Linked DNA regions of Zea mays: region 2 is linked to region 1. The links are chromatin contacts, called in public HiChIP or PLAC-seq maps. All regions are on one chromosome and are shown on one strand. Each heading gives the region's core, a stretch centred on a gene start, on an enhancer-like site or on the middle of the called end of the contact. The rest is flanking DNA. Distances are from core to core; before and after follow the strand shown.

The links. HiChIP or PLAC-seq counts read pairs in DNA pulled down with a chosen protein or histone mark.
Region 2: an H3K4me3 HiChIP or PLAC-seq map of leaf shows a contact between it and region 1, with 4 times the contacts expected there. The contact joins the promoter of LOC100192924 here to the promoter of LOC100284259 in region 1. A contact is called at or near these places in 12 of 25 Hi-C or Micro-C datasets (bundle sheath, ear, endosperm and 3 more) and 1 of 3 datasets of contacts at active chromatin or transcription factors (leaf).

The regions. Positions count from the first base shown.
Region 1 is chr3:119,200,308-119,206,783 of Zm-B73-REFERENCE-NAM-5.0, reverse strand. LOC100284259 reads left to right here and starts at 3,776. Exons shown (of 5, transcript NM_001371982.1): 1 at 3,776-4,294; 2 at 5,565-5,809. The coding sequence starts at 3,957.
Region 2 is chr3:119,454,062-119,460,537 of Zm-B73-REFERENCE-NAM-5.0, reverse strand. LOC100192924 reads right to left here and starts at 2,397. Exons shown (of 3, transcript NM_001138108.1): 1 at 1,999-2,397; 2 at 1,501-1,836; 3 at 790-1,378. The coding sequence starts at 2,273. The coding sequence ends at 1,297.

The sequences.
Region 1 (6,476 bases), core at 2,527-5,026:
CCTGGAATTCCCGAGAGTGGCTGGTTTGGAGTTGTACGTAGCTGGCACATCGGACAGTCCGGTGCTCCACTTTCAGCACACTCAAGTTCTTTGCTTTGTTTTTAATTGTGTTGAACCTTATGCACCTGTAATACATGAATTCTTGACAAACTAGTTAGTCCACGTGTTTGTGTTGGTCATCAACCAACAAAATTAATTATAGGCAATGGTTAACCCTATTTCCCTTTCACTCGCGCTAGGCTACCTGCCTACGCCTGCCCTAGCGTTGGAGGTAGTGATGGTAACCTTCAGAGTCTCTCCTCCATCATGAGTCATTTCTGCCACAACTTTCGTGCAAGAGTTTTTAGCATTTTCATCGGCCTCTCGCACATTACCGATGATGACCTCCTTGCATTTGCCCTTATCAGCTGCGCTGGGCCAAACCAGAACTTTTTCACCATCAAAGTTGATCATGTTTATTGGGAAGGGCTTTGTGTCCACCCGCATTTCCTGGAATTTCAATCGTCCCTTGTTAATGGTCAATTGGATCTATCATCGAAACACATTACAATCATTAGTGGCATGAGAAATGAGTTGTGCCACTTGCAGTATATGCAACGCTTGAGTTCGTTGGCGGATGGAACTATATGGTTTATTTTAATGTTGCCATTTTTGAGTAACTCGTCGAATATTTTAGCACATTTACCAACATTAAATGTAAACTTAACCTCCTCTTGCCTTTTCTTTTAAAATGACTGCAAGGAGGAACAAGATGAAGACTTGGCCTGCTTTGGCAAACCATTTTAGCAGCACATACTTCTTTTGATTCGTCGTTCAAGCTACTCTGGTCGCATTCTACTACATGGACATTGTGATGAACTGTTTTGCCAGTTCCTTTGCTTTGGCTTTCACAAGCCAAAGCTCTCTGGTGTAACTGTGCTAGTGTAAAAAAACTAAATGTCTTCTAATCTTTCATTTAAATAATAGCGCAATCCATTAAAGGCTAATACTGCTAGTTGTTTCTTCGCCAAATGAATTTGGAAACATCAGTTTCTTATATCCCAGAACCTCCGAATGTAATCATTAACCAATTTATTTTTCCCTTGTCACAGGGCCACTAGGTCTACTAGATCTAACTCATAATCGCCGGAGAAGAAATGATCATGGAATTTCTGTTCTAAATCTTCCCAGAAAAAATAAAATTAAGAGGCAGTGTGGCATACAATACGAATGCAGTTCCTGTTAAAGATAATGAAAATAAAAGAACACGAAACACCACTGTGTCGACCAATTCTCCCAATTGTGTTAAGAGCTGGCCTATGTGCTCGCGTGTGCTCTTACCCTGGTCACCCAAAAACTTCGTGAATTTAGGTATCCTAATTCCGTGTGGGTATGGGTGATAATCAAATCGGCTATCATAAGCCCTCTGATATGACTTCCCCCAGGGATCATGATAACTCTAAGCTTATCTCAAAACGCCTCGACTATCTCTTCCCTCACTATATCAATGGCGACCGGTGGGAGTCCATCGGCTCTCTGGTCCAACATAGGTGTGGTTGTCTAGATATTAGTATGTTGTCTCCCTCCCCTCTGGCTTGGGTTTTGAGGTGCATTAATACTTGCCCTATGCGGCTCATAGGACTAGTCATTCCTTTCCGGCCTTCTAGGAGGGGCCGGAAAGTACTCACTCCCACAGATTTGGGATGTTATATTACTGTGCTGGCACGCTGTAGGATGTGATGGGAGGTTTAGCTGAAACAGATGTGCATTTGGATAATAGTCATCCTCATAAGGTTCTATGTACTCTGCGGTGTGCGCGGACTGCCCGGCCACATGGTCGGACCGTCCGGTAATGTATTCAGACTGCCTGGCGCTATACGCGGACAGTTCGAATGGGGTCGTTTAGGGTTCACGTAGTACGTGGCGACTCGGGTGCAGTTCTCGGCAATTCGTTTCTGGAAATAGTACCGGACGGTTTGCACTCACTTGCGGACGGTCCGGACGTGCGCAGATCAGCGGATTTACCACTGATTTGCATAGGAGGTTGTGGTTGTCCACCTGTAAAGGGGTTGCAGCTGGTCATGACAATCTGCTGCCGATGAATCACGTGTATTTTCCCCTAATTCAACCTCGTGCGAGCGAAAGTTTGCAACGGTGGATTTATCAAATGCACGCACTAGCCTTTTATAATCATTTTTCATACCCCCTGTAATCTGTTGCATCTGGTCTCGCTGCTCATCTATGTAAGCTCTAAGAGATTGGATTTCGTTTGTTTCGCTTACCTTGGGGTAGCCGCAGTAGGTTGAAGCGAAGCCAGATTAGTCGCCCGTTGTCGAACAACCTTGTTGTTCCTGTCCACTCTGAAATTGGCCAGGAACTTTGCTTTTGCTTCCTTTATCAGCTGCTCCTAGTGCTCCTTGAACTCCAGTTGTTCTTCAGCCAGCAAGTTTTGCAAAGTCGGCTCGATGATGTTACTGGGGGAGACGTTAGAGCTATCTTTTGATCCGGCCGTTGAGGGCCAACCTGATAGATCTTCACGTGATGTCTCTAGCGGAGTCACCAAAAAAGTGTGTTGGCGTCGATCCGGGCGTCATTCACTGCGATGAGTACCGACGGCGGTGCTCTCTGCGGAAGCGCGGACAGTCCGCAGCCGAGGGTCGGACGTTCCACGACCTGGCGCAGAGGTTAGGGTTCCTGCCTAACAAGCCGGACGGTTCGCGCCTGGGGGCCGGACGGACCACACGTGCGCAAGGGCGGCGGAGTTCGCCGAACAGCACCTGGATCTCGGTCCCGGTAGGGACCCCGTCGGGGAGGAGAGATCCTAGGGTTTGTCTTTGGATCGGCAGGCCAACCAAGACACCTCTAAACGACGTAGAGCCAGAGAGAGGTGAAAATTAGAGAGAGGAATCTAAGTTACTATCTACTCCTAGGGCAAAATGTAAAAAACTAGAGGTATATTGATTGATTGATTGATTGTTAGTTTTTCAATCGGCCGTACCCCTTTAAATATATAAGGGGGAGGTCTGGATCCGTTTCTAGTCGTTCTCCAACAGCTCTCGCGGGATTAGAGGGCTAAACACGCGAAGAGATAGAAGTTTTAACCGTCTGATTCGATATATTCATGGACCGTCCATGCCTATGAGCGAACCGTCTGGCCGTGATCAGTACCACAAATGCTGCTCAACAATACGTGATGGTCTTACTTACAAAGCCTATGCTTATTGTGATGCGGCGCTAGTAATAAAGGATCTCGGACCGACAAAGGTGATTGTTAAAACGGGTTGCCAAGGATTAGTGGCTCCATGGAATTCTAGAAGTAGTAATTGGTGTGCTATTAAATCAAATCAAGGAACTTGGCCGACAAAGCACACATTTTTCTCTTTGCTTTATGTAAAGGAGGGTAGCAAACATGTGTGTTTCATTACACAAACAACCAAGTTCGCTTTGATTTCAAATTCTGAATATACGTGGTTGCATGATATCCCGAACTTTTTTATGTCTCAATGTATTCAGCATGCAGAACTCTCGTGCTAAGAAATGAATGAAGCAATAAAAAGGCTCTTTTTCCCGGGTGTTTTGGTGGTTTAGTCTGGCTTTGCTTTTTAGATTGTTGTGGTTCGGTGTCCGTGTGAACTCCTGGATCTGGATTCTGGACTGTGGAGTGTTTGGGTCTGTGTTTTGAAACAGAGAGTCGAGACTTTAATTCTGCGAGGGTGGTATGTGCAAAACTGGACGGGCCGTGCATTATCATGAGAGCCTACTATTATTTCTACACACCCACAACCACAACCCTTGTGACATTATTGCCCCCTCTTCCCTTCCCAACCCAACCCATTGCATTTGCAAGCCCTTTTACATTGCAGAGCGCCAGAGCCTCGCTCGCTCTCGGAACAGAGCTAGGCAGCTAACAGACGAAGAAGAAGCAAGCCAAGCAGAATTGAGAGAGAGGCGAGGACGTGGCGACGACGGCAGCCGCGATGGCGACGACGACGGACCTGGGGTTCGAGGCGACGGAGCTCCGCCTGGGCCTGCCCGGCGGGGGAGGTGGAGGGGAGCCGGCGCTGGGCGGCGAGGGGAGGAGCTCTTCCTCCGCCTCCGGCAAGAGGGGCTTCGCCGAGACCATCGACCTGAAGCTGAAGCTGGAGCCAGCGGCCGTCGTGGAGGCGGAGGAGGAGGAGGAGGACCACGGCGTTGCTGTTGCCCTTGAGAAGGAGGAGGAGGCCGGGAAGATGAAGCGGTCCCCGAGCCAGAGCAGCGTCGCCGCCGCCGCCGCCGCCGTGCTGGCTGACCCCGCCGAGAAGCCGCGCGCCGCCAAGTACGTCGTCGTCCTGTCCTGTCTCCTGTCTACTGTCCTAGCTCTAGCTCTGTTCCGTACGTATGTGCATATATGCTTAGCTGTTAATCGTCTCCACTCCATGATGCACATATATGCCCCGCGCGCTTCAAGTCACGAATCTCTCTGCTCCAGTTTATCCGTTTGCTCATAGGTAATAGAGAAAGACAGAGAGGGCCGGGGGGAGAATTAATCCAACCGTGTTAATAACCATGCGATCTTTGTTCATCCAACAACGAAGAACACGATCGAGCACGAACGCACATCTACGTACTCCTACCTATCATCGCAACAACGATCGAGCACCAGCCGCGTGCCAGCTGGTTGAAGACAAGATGCATGAGTTGAGCCCGGATACGATCCACGAACTGCTCGTAGTCGTAGCCAGCCAGCCCAGCAGTCGAGGAGGAGGAGGAGGAAGAGACAGCGGCACGTTACGTGTGGGGGCAGCGGGAGACAGCGGCTAGTGCCGACACGATAAAAGAAAGAAAAGAAACCCCACCACACTGCACGTATAGATCTCTTTCTCTGCCTCTGCCATTTTTTTGTCCACATCAACATCATTTTCCACATCACTCGCCTGTCCGGTTCGTTCATGCATCCGGTCCTGATCGCTCGCTCGCTCGCTGCTCCAGGCCAGGCTTAGAACCGATGGTGACGGCACGGTAGAACAGAGAACTACTGTGTGTGCGTGTGGGGTTATACATCTATCTATCTCTCTCTCTTTTTTATTATTTGGGCCCCTGTTCTGTTTCCCATACTGCCAAAGACTATACTATAGACGCCCATGCACTGCGCCATGGTCGTAAGCTACATTGGGTTCACCGTTCATGGATCGCCATTCTAGATCTGCTGTCCCCCGGCCTAGCTAAGCTAGCCCTCCTCCATATTACTATCGACTTTTTTCTCATAAAAAAACACATTTTGCACATGCCTACGACGTGTATGTTTTGGGCAAGAAATAAAACAAGGTACCACTACCCAGTCCACACAGAGACTACATGCATGAGCAACGAACAAACAAAAAAAAGCAGTAAAGTATATATAGTGTATATACTTATACTATACAACAGCAACGAACCAAAAAAAAAAACAGGACAGCTTAACAATTTGCACGCAATTTGCAGTAAAGTATATAGTATGTATATACTTATAAATCTAATGCTGGATCTGGATGGACGTCTCAGTCTCATCTACCGTGTGTACGTTTTGAGTTTTGACAGAGGGAGGTATATTGTATATACACCTGCAGGGCTCAGGTGGTGGGATGGCCACCGGTCCGGTCGTTCCGGAAGAACATCATGTCCGTGCAGTCCGACAAGGGCGCCGCCGCCGCCAACGGCGACAAGTCCTCGCCGGCGGCAGGCGGCGGTGCCGCGTTCGTGAAGGTGAGCTTGGACGGCGCGCCCTACCTGCGCAAAGTGGACCTCAAGATGTACAGGAGCTACCAGCAGCTGTCCAAGGCGCTCGAGAACATGTTCAGCTCCTTCACCATCGGTACTAAATTTAATTTGACAGCTGCTACTACTACTACCATAATTACTACATCGCGGTAAAAACACAGCGCACTCGATTCTTTTTTAACCTTTCTAATGAAGTACCTACAAAGTACACCAAAGTATATATACTCCTCTTTTTTTTTGGAAACGGAACTGATCTGTTTTTAAATTAAAATGCATGCAAGGTGTTTTATTTTAGTTCGTTCTAATATAATAAGTCAAATCCTGTATGTGTAACACCATGCCTGGAATCAAATTTACAAAATAAATGTACTAACGTTTGGAGAATACGAACATACTATTAGTTAAGATATAGTGTTCAATGGTAGATTAGTTAGATGAAAACGAAATTGCATCATATCGGTATGTACATTTTGTAAACATAAAAAAAACTGGCCAAATGTGAAGAAGCCTGACCTACATGCATGTAGTTTTTAGTTTGCTCATGACACTCATTTTCTTTAAAAAAAAAATGAGTATACTGTACTCACTCCGTTAACAAGAGAATGCAATTCTTGTTTTTCCAAAAAAAAAAGTCTAAACTTTGACTAAATTTGTTTTTAAATATAAGCATTTATAATATAAAATAAGCACCATTAGATTAAGTTATAGAATATGTTTTTATAGTAAATTCATTTGCAGACATAAACTAAATGTTGATCCTA
Region 2 (6,476 bases), core at 1,148-3,647, 260 kb before region 1:
CAGACAGGGACCCCCTCGGGCCTCGGCTCCATGCTGCATCTGCACTGCGCCAATCCATTGGTTTCGCTGCCCGCCGATGCTGCTGCTGGCTGCTTCCGCCGCCTGGGTCCTAGCTGCTGCCTGGAGCTCCAGGCTCTATGCTCTCCGGTGGGCGGCCGGACCGACCGCCTGCCAGCGACGGCGTGGAGCCGGGACGACGGGAGGAGCGGGAGCCTCGATCCCCTCTCGCGTCGTCGTCCGTCCGGGACTCGACTGAACTGAAAGTCTGAAACCATGTGCGCCACATGTCCCCTGTCGGCGCGGCCAGGAACAGCGGCACGTTACCCAGTGGGAAGGAAATCTGAATGGCCAATGGGTGGGCGCTCTCGGCTCTGCAAGTGTGCAGCACCCAGATTTAGCCCTCTCTCTCTCTCTCTCGCTCTTCGCCAGAGATCAAGACCAAGACCCAGACCCAGACCCAGACCCAGACCAGAGCATTGGTTTCTGTTGAGCCTTAACCAGCTCTGCCTTCTGGTTTCTGACCATGCCCGGCCGGCCAATTTGGTAGCTTTGCCTGCCTGTTACCCGACCTGGCAAGGTGCCAAGTGTGGTGCAATGGCGAAGCAAGCTTTTCCTGGATCTTGAAAATGGTGGCCTAGCTTATAGCTTGGGCATATGGCATGTGATGATGTGAATACATTCGTAAGGAACACTAGTTCCTCGATCGTGTTATTCGGATAGATAACTCAACTCACCAGGGACAGAGAGGAAAACAATTCCTCCCCTGCAATTTCAACACTCGCAATTACAGAAGCAACGACCAGGCTGCTGATCGATAGATAGACAATAGACTGATAGACAAGAAAGAAGAGTGATCTTTGGCTTTGTACAACCACGCATCATGGAGATTCAACTCGACTCTCCACTCCTTTTGCATGTCTTGCTAAACACACACACACACACCCCTACAAGGGGCACAAAAGAAAAAGAACAAAGCGACCACACATCATTCCACGCATGCACAAAGCTTCCCTCTCTCTCTCTCTCTCTCTCTCTCTCTCTCTCTCTCTCTCTCTCTCTCTCTCCTTCCAAGCAAGCAGCTTCATCTTTCGCCTCGCCATGTCTCTGGTTTGCTGCTAGCTGCTGCTCCATTGTTGGCACAGACAATGCTAGGGGAGAAGGTACATAATACTCAACACCACACGCCCACACCCATGCAGGGACGCCTTGGAGAAGAAATAAGACCCCAAAAGAACAAAAGAATTTGCTGGCGCATGCACGCACGCACAGCACAAGCATGCGATAGACGCCTCATCATCAGTTGTTCTTGGCCGAGCCGAGCCCTCTCGCTTCAGACCCTTTCATGATCCTCAGCCTCTTGCAGGTGCTGATGAACATGCTGCAGAGACAAAAGTAGAGGAAAAACCAACGAATCAGATACCGTCGTCCAAATATATATAGACGTACACAATCTCCATGCATATCAAATACTAGTATATATGTTTGGCAAGCACTTATTACCCGAAGGGCACGTCGCCGACGAGCATGAGGTCGCCGTCCTTGTCCTCGTAGGTGACGGCGAAGTCGGAGGGGTTGACGGCGGGCGCGTCGGCGGCGCCGGAGAAGCAGAGGAACATGGCCTCCAGCGCCTCCCGCAGCTCGCGGTAGCCCTTGTACATCTTGAGGTCCACCTTCCTGAGGTAGGGGGCGCCGTCCATGCTCACCTTCACGAACAACCCGCCGGCGGCCGGGGCCTCCTCCGCCAGGGCTGCCGCCGGCTTGTTCTTGGCCGCCGCCTGCTGCTGGAAGCAGCTCTTCCTGTACGACCTCACCGGCGGCCATCCCACCAGCTGAGCCCTGCGCAAGGACGGTGCGTGACGTGAGCCGCTGCATGTGCGCGCCAGGAGTTGCACGCTGCTCTGCTTGCTGCTGCAGACCTGATCTGCGCGCGCGCGTGCGTGCGTGGTGACCGTGAACTAACCGAAGCATCGAATCGCTAACGCTGTAGTCGCTACTCACTTGGCGGCCGGCGGCGGCGCGGCGTCGGCGTCGGCGTCGGTCTCGCAGTCGCGCTTCTTGGGCGCGTCCTCGGGCCCGCTGCTGGCGACGACGTCGCGCTTCTTGCCTCTGGGCGTGGACGGCGGCGGCGGTGCCGCCTTGTGCTGGGGCTCCTCGGCCTCCTCCTTCTCCTCCGTGCCCGGCAGGCCAAGCCTGAGCTCCGTCGCCCTGAGGCTGTCAACGTCGTCGTCGGCCTTGAATCCGTAGCTCGCTGCCGATGCTGCGGCGACCTCCATTGGCGTGTCTTCTTGCTTCTTCCGCACGGCCCGCGTGGGCAATAAAGGCGGTGGTTGCAGCAACCGGCGTCGAGAGGCCGACGAGCTGCGCTGTGCTCTGTCTTGGTCCTTGCTGGTGGTGCCCTTGGCGCTGTGCGTGTGGTTTGGCCGGCGTGATGTTTTATAGAGAGGTGAGGCCTGAGGGAGGGGCGTGTGGGCGTGCGAGGCCCCGCCACCGCCACACACACGTGCCAGAGGTCACAGGCCAGGCCAGAGCCCAGCCATGCGCCGATGGGTGTGCGTGTGGTGCGCGTACAAACCGCTGGGGTGGGTTGCGGAGCAGGGTGCAGCCGTCGGTGGGCCTGCCAGGCCGACCAGGGACAGGCCGGCCCGCCCACCCGCCCCCACACTCCGCCAGTGGCCATCGCGGGCCCCACGGCTTATCCGTCGGGTCACGGGTTAGGCGGCCCATCGCATTCGCATGCGTGTACATACATACTGCCGGGCGGGCGGGTTGTGGACGCACTTCGCAGGCTCCGATCCGATGACCAAAAGCTACATACACTCGGGTCTTGAGGTTCTTTCTGACCGTCTTCTCGACATGGATTTTATTACAGCAATGCAAGGATGAACCCTAAAGCCCGGTCTCTGCCGGGCGCCAAACGAGCGAGTTGAGTATACGGGCCGGCACCCGAATCCATGCACTACTACAAGGATGCCGCTATGGTTGTTACTAACAATTATAAATAGGCAGGCAGGCATGACATGATTAGGACGCATGCGATCATGCATTATTAGAGATATATCGGGGAGCATCTTCGATTCTAATCTGCACATACAATACAATACTATCTATACTCTCTCTCTCTCATCTCCCTCTTCTATGGCCATGCATCATGCATCCATGCACCCCCGTACATACGTTCTTTCTCCTCTTCCCACTAGGCCTTAGCCTGTCCCTTCTTTCTCGAGCCTTCTCGCTTTCTTTAGGTTTGTTGGTTGGCTGGCCAGTGGGGCCTACCTAGGGCAGTAGCCCTAGTGGGGGGGGGGGGGGTGGCTTGTTTATTACCCAGAAAACACGCCTCGCGAAAGCATCGTTAAGCCGCTAACGACAGATATGCCTTGCTTATATAATTTCTATCTCTCTTTGGATACCGCATGCATATATATATATCGGAAAGGATTGTTAATTTTGCACACACAGATAGTGATGTTCCTTTAGCTAACCACTAAATAAAGCTCCTCTTTTTCTTGTTTTGTTTTGTTGTGTGGAACACACACCAGCATGCATGGTCCCCCCCTTCAGGTAAGCTATGATTTTATTTGGTGATGGGATCGATGTCATACTGCGGTGGTCCAGACGCAGAAACCTCTGGAAATTGTCGTCTGATTTGGATTACCTTGTCGTTCATCCTTGCTTTGGATGACTTGCGCTAGATATATGGACCAATTGGGCAGTTCAAATTCATTCCAAATTAACCTTCAGATTATATAGTTTAGATCTTGTGAGCTGTTTTTACTCCCCTCTCCCTATCCTGATCAGTACGTAATAATCCACCACATCGGTTTACTAAAAGATATATGTAATGTTAGATTCTACGGTGTCTAGTATCGATTCCTAAGCTCCTATCCTCAATGACGAGTAGATTTATTCTACTTAGAGGCATAAGGAAACATACATTCATCGTTGTTGTTAACGAGTCCCGCGAGGTGGTGGTGGAGAGGTGTCGTTGTCGTCGGCGTCACCTCCATTTCCCCATGCAGTGGAACAGCGGGTAGCAAGATCCGAGTCGTTTTAGGCAAGTACTAGTATTGGCTTTCCTGCGACCCTTAATCCTTTATACAGTGTTGTGTGACCGGGGGACCAACTAAGGTTAGCGTGGACCCCCAATCAAGGGCCCGATTAAGGAGATGGACAGTTGGGTTAAGCCCAATCCAGTCACTATGACCGGCTGTAGAGGACACATCCAACAATCTCCCCTTTGTTCTCTACATTCCTTATAGTCAACTTTTCTGGATTCCGTCCCTTGACAAGTTTACACATAGAGACCAATGCATGACAATGACCGATTAAGTATCACCGTACTCATTGACTACAACATGCTCCCCTGCTTCAGAAAAAAAAGATACTTTATTAGGTTGCAATCTGTAGCCCCTGTGATTCAAGATCATAGGCACTTCCTTAAACCCATGCCGGTTACGTAATGTGTTAACACGTTGGGTAGAAGGCCTTTCGTGAGCGGACCCACTAGCATCTACTATCTACTGTTATGCTCAACTTTTATGATTTGATCCTGAATCTTCTTCTTAACAACATAACACTAAATGTCAATGAACTTAGCAACGCCACTTGACTTGTTGTTATAGGAGTAAAATACTGATGGCTCATTATCGCAGTAAATTATCAGTAGTCTTTCTATGCTATCAACCGCTCTTAATCCGGGTATGAATTTTTCATCTATATAGCATGCCCATTTGCCGCATACATGGCTACAAACTCAGTGTGCATTGTTGACGATGCATTTGTTGTCTGTTTGCAACTCTTATAAGAAATAACTCCTCCAGATAGTGCAAATACATACCCCGAAGTAGACTTCGGTGTATCTCTACAACATTCTCAATGAGCATCTGCATAGCCAACTATTCGTAGGGAACTAGATCTTCTGTATGTTAGCATGATACCATTTTAGTACCTTGTAGGTATCGTAGGTACCTCAGAGCCTTCTTGTCTGCTTTACAGTGTTCTATGCTTGGGTTGATCTGATATCTCCCAATCATCCGGTAGTAAATTCTAAGTCAGGGCGAATATATATTTTGAGCATACATAATGCTTCCGATAGTAGAAGCATATGGTACTGACTTCATCTGATCTTTTTGACACTGATAATTCCCAAACTTATCACCCTTGACTATTGGCGCATGCGTGGCCTTACACTGATGCATACTATACTTCTTTAGTACTTTTCTATGTATGACTTCTGTGAGAGTCCTAATACTCCCTTATGTCTACCTCTGTGAATTTTTATTTATATAACATAAGAGGCTTCTCCCCTGTCTTTCATTTCAACTTTATAATAGTCTGATCAATGATTTCAAGTCGTCCGATTAATCGTGATTAGTTGTGATTAGTCGGGCAAGTCAGTTTTGTTGATGCAACTAGGAAGTCCAACCTGATCTGCCCGATTAATCTTCTGGTCGTCCAACTAATCGTCGACTTAATGCGATTAGTCGTCCAATTTGGGTGGGGATGACTAGGATCTGTTTTTGTCGTGGACTCCTGGTTGTGGCCCAATTTGGGTGGGAACGACTAATGGGCTGGTAATAGGGCCCATCAGTGTTAGGGTTTAGTAAAACTGGTTGCTACCCTTTGCCCCTCTCCCTATTCTACCAACAAACTGTTTGATTCTAGCAGTTGCCCTCTCCTTGTTCCTCAACGACGGCTGCCCACTCCTTGCTCCTCAATGGCTGCCTGTTCCTCAACGGTTGCAGCCTCCTTGGTGGCGACGGCAGCAGCCTACGCAGCGGCAAGATGAGTACATTTCCTGAAGGTACCATTCATCGTTACACCCCTATGTGATATGTTCCCTTCTTGAATTCCCCTCTGTTCATCTCTCTGTTCATCACTGCACTCTTCAATTCATCTCTGCACCTACACAACCCTCAATTCTTTCATTCTTTGTGTTAGCGACTGGTGTGACTGATGTTCTAAAATATGAACTCTGATTTGTCCAGTTCTAGTATTCAATATTCATCTTTGCTATGTTTGGTATTGCCTCCTATATGCTATATTGTTATATATATTATATATCATATATTATATATATAGGTTCTGTAAATATGCAGGACAACTATGTGGACACCCAAGTCGACTAGGACCCGATTATTCGGCCTAATCGTCGTCCTAATCGCGATTAGTCGCCTGGTCGCCCAGGTGGATCGACTAGCAAGTTGACCGACTCGAAATCGTCGAGTCTGATCAAACTTAATGTACCACTGTCTGGAGGCTTGTTTTAATCCACAAATGGACCCCCTTATGTGACATCCCATATATTCTTTACCGCTCACGACAAAAGCCTTTGGTTGTTCCATGAACATGTTTTCTACCAACTCTGCATTTAGGAATATTGTGTTTACATCCATTGATGGAGCTCTAGATCAATATGGGCCACTAATACCATAATGACCAGAATGAATCTTTCGTTGAGACAGGTGAGAAGGTTTCAT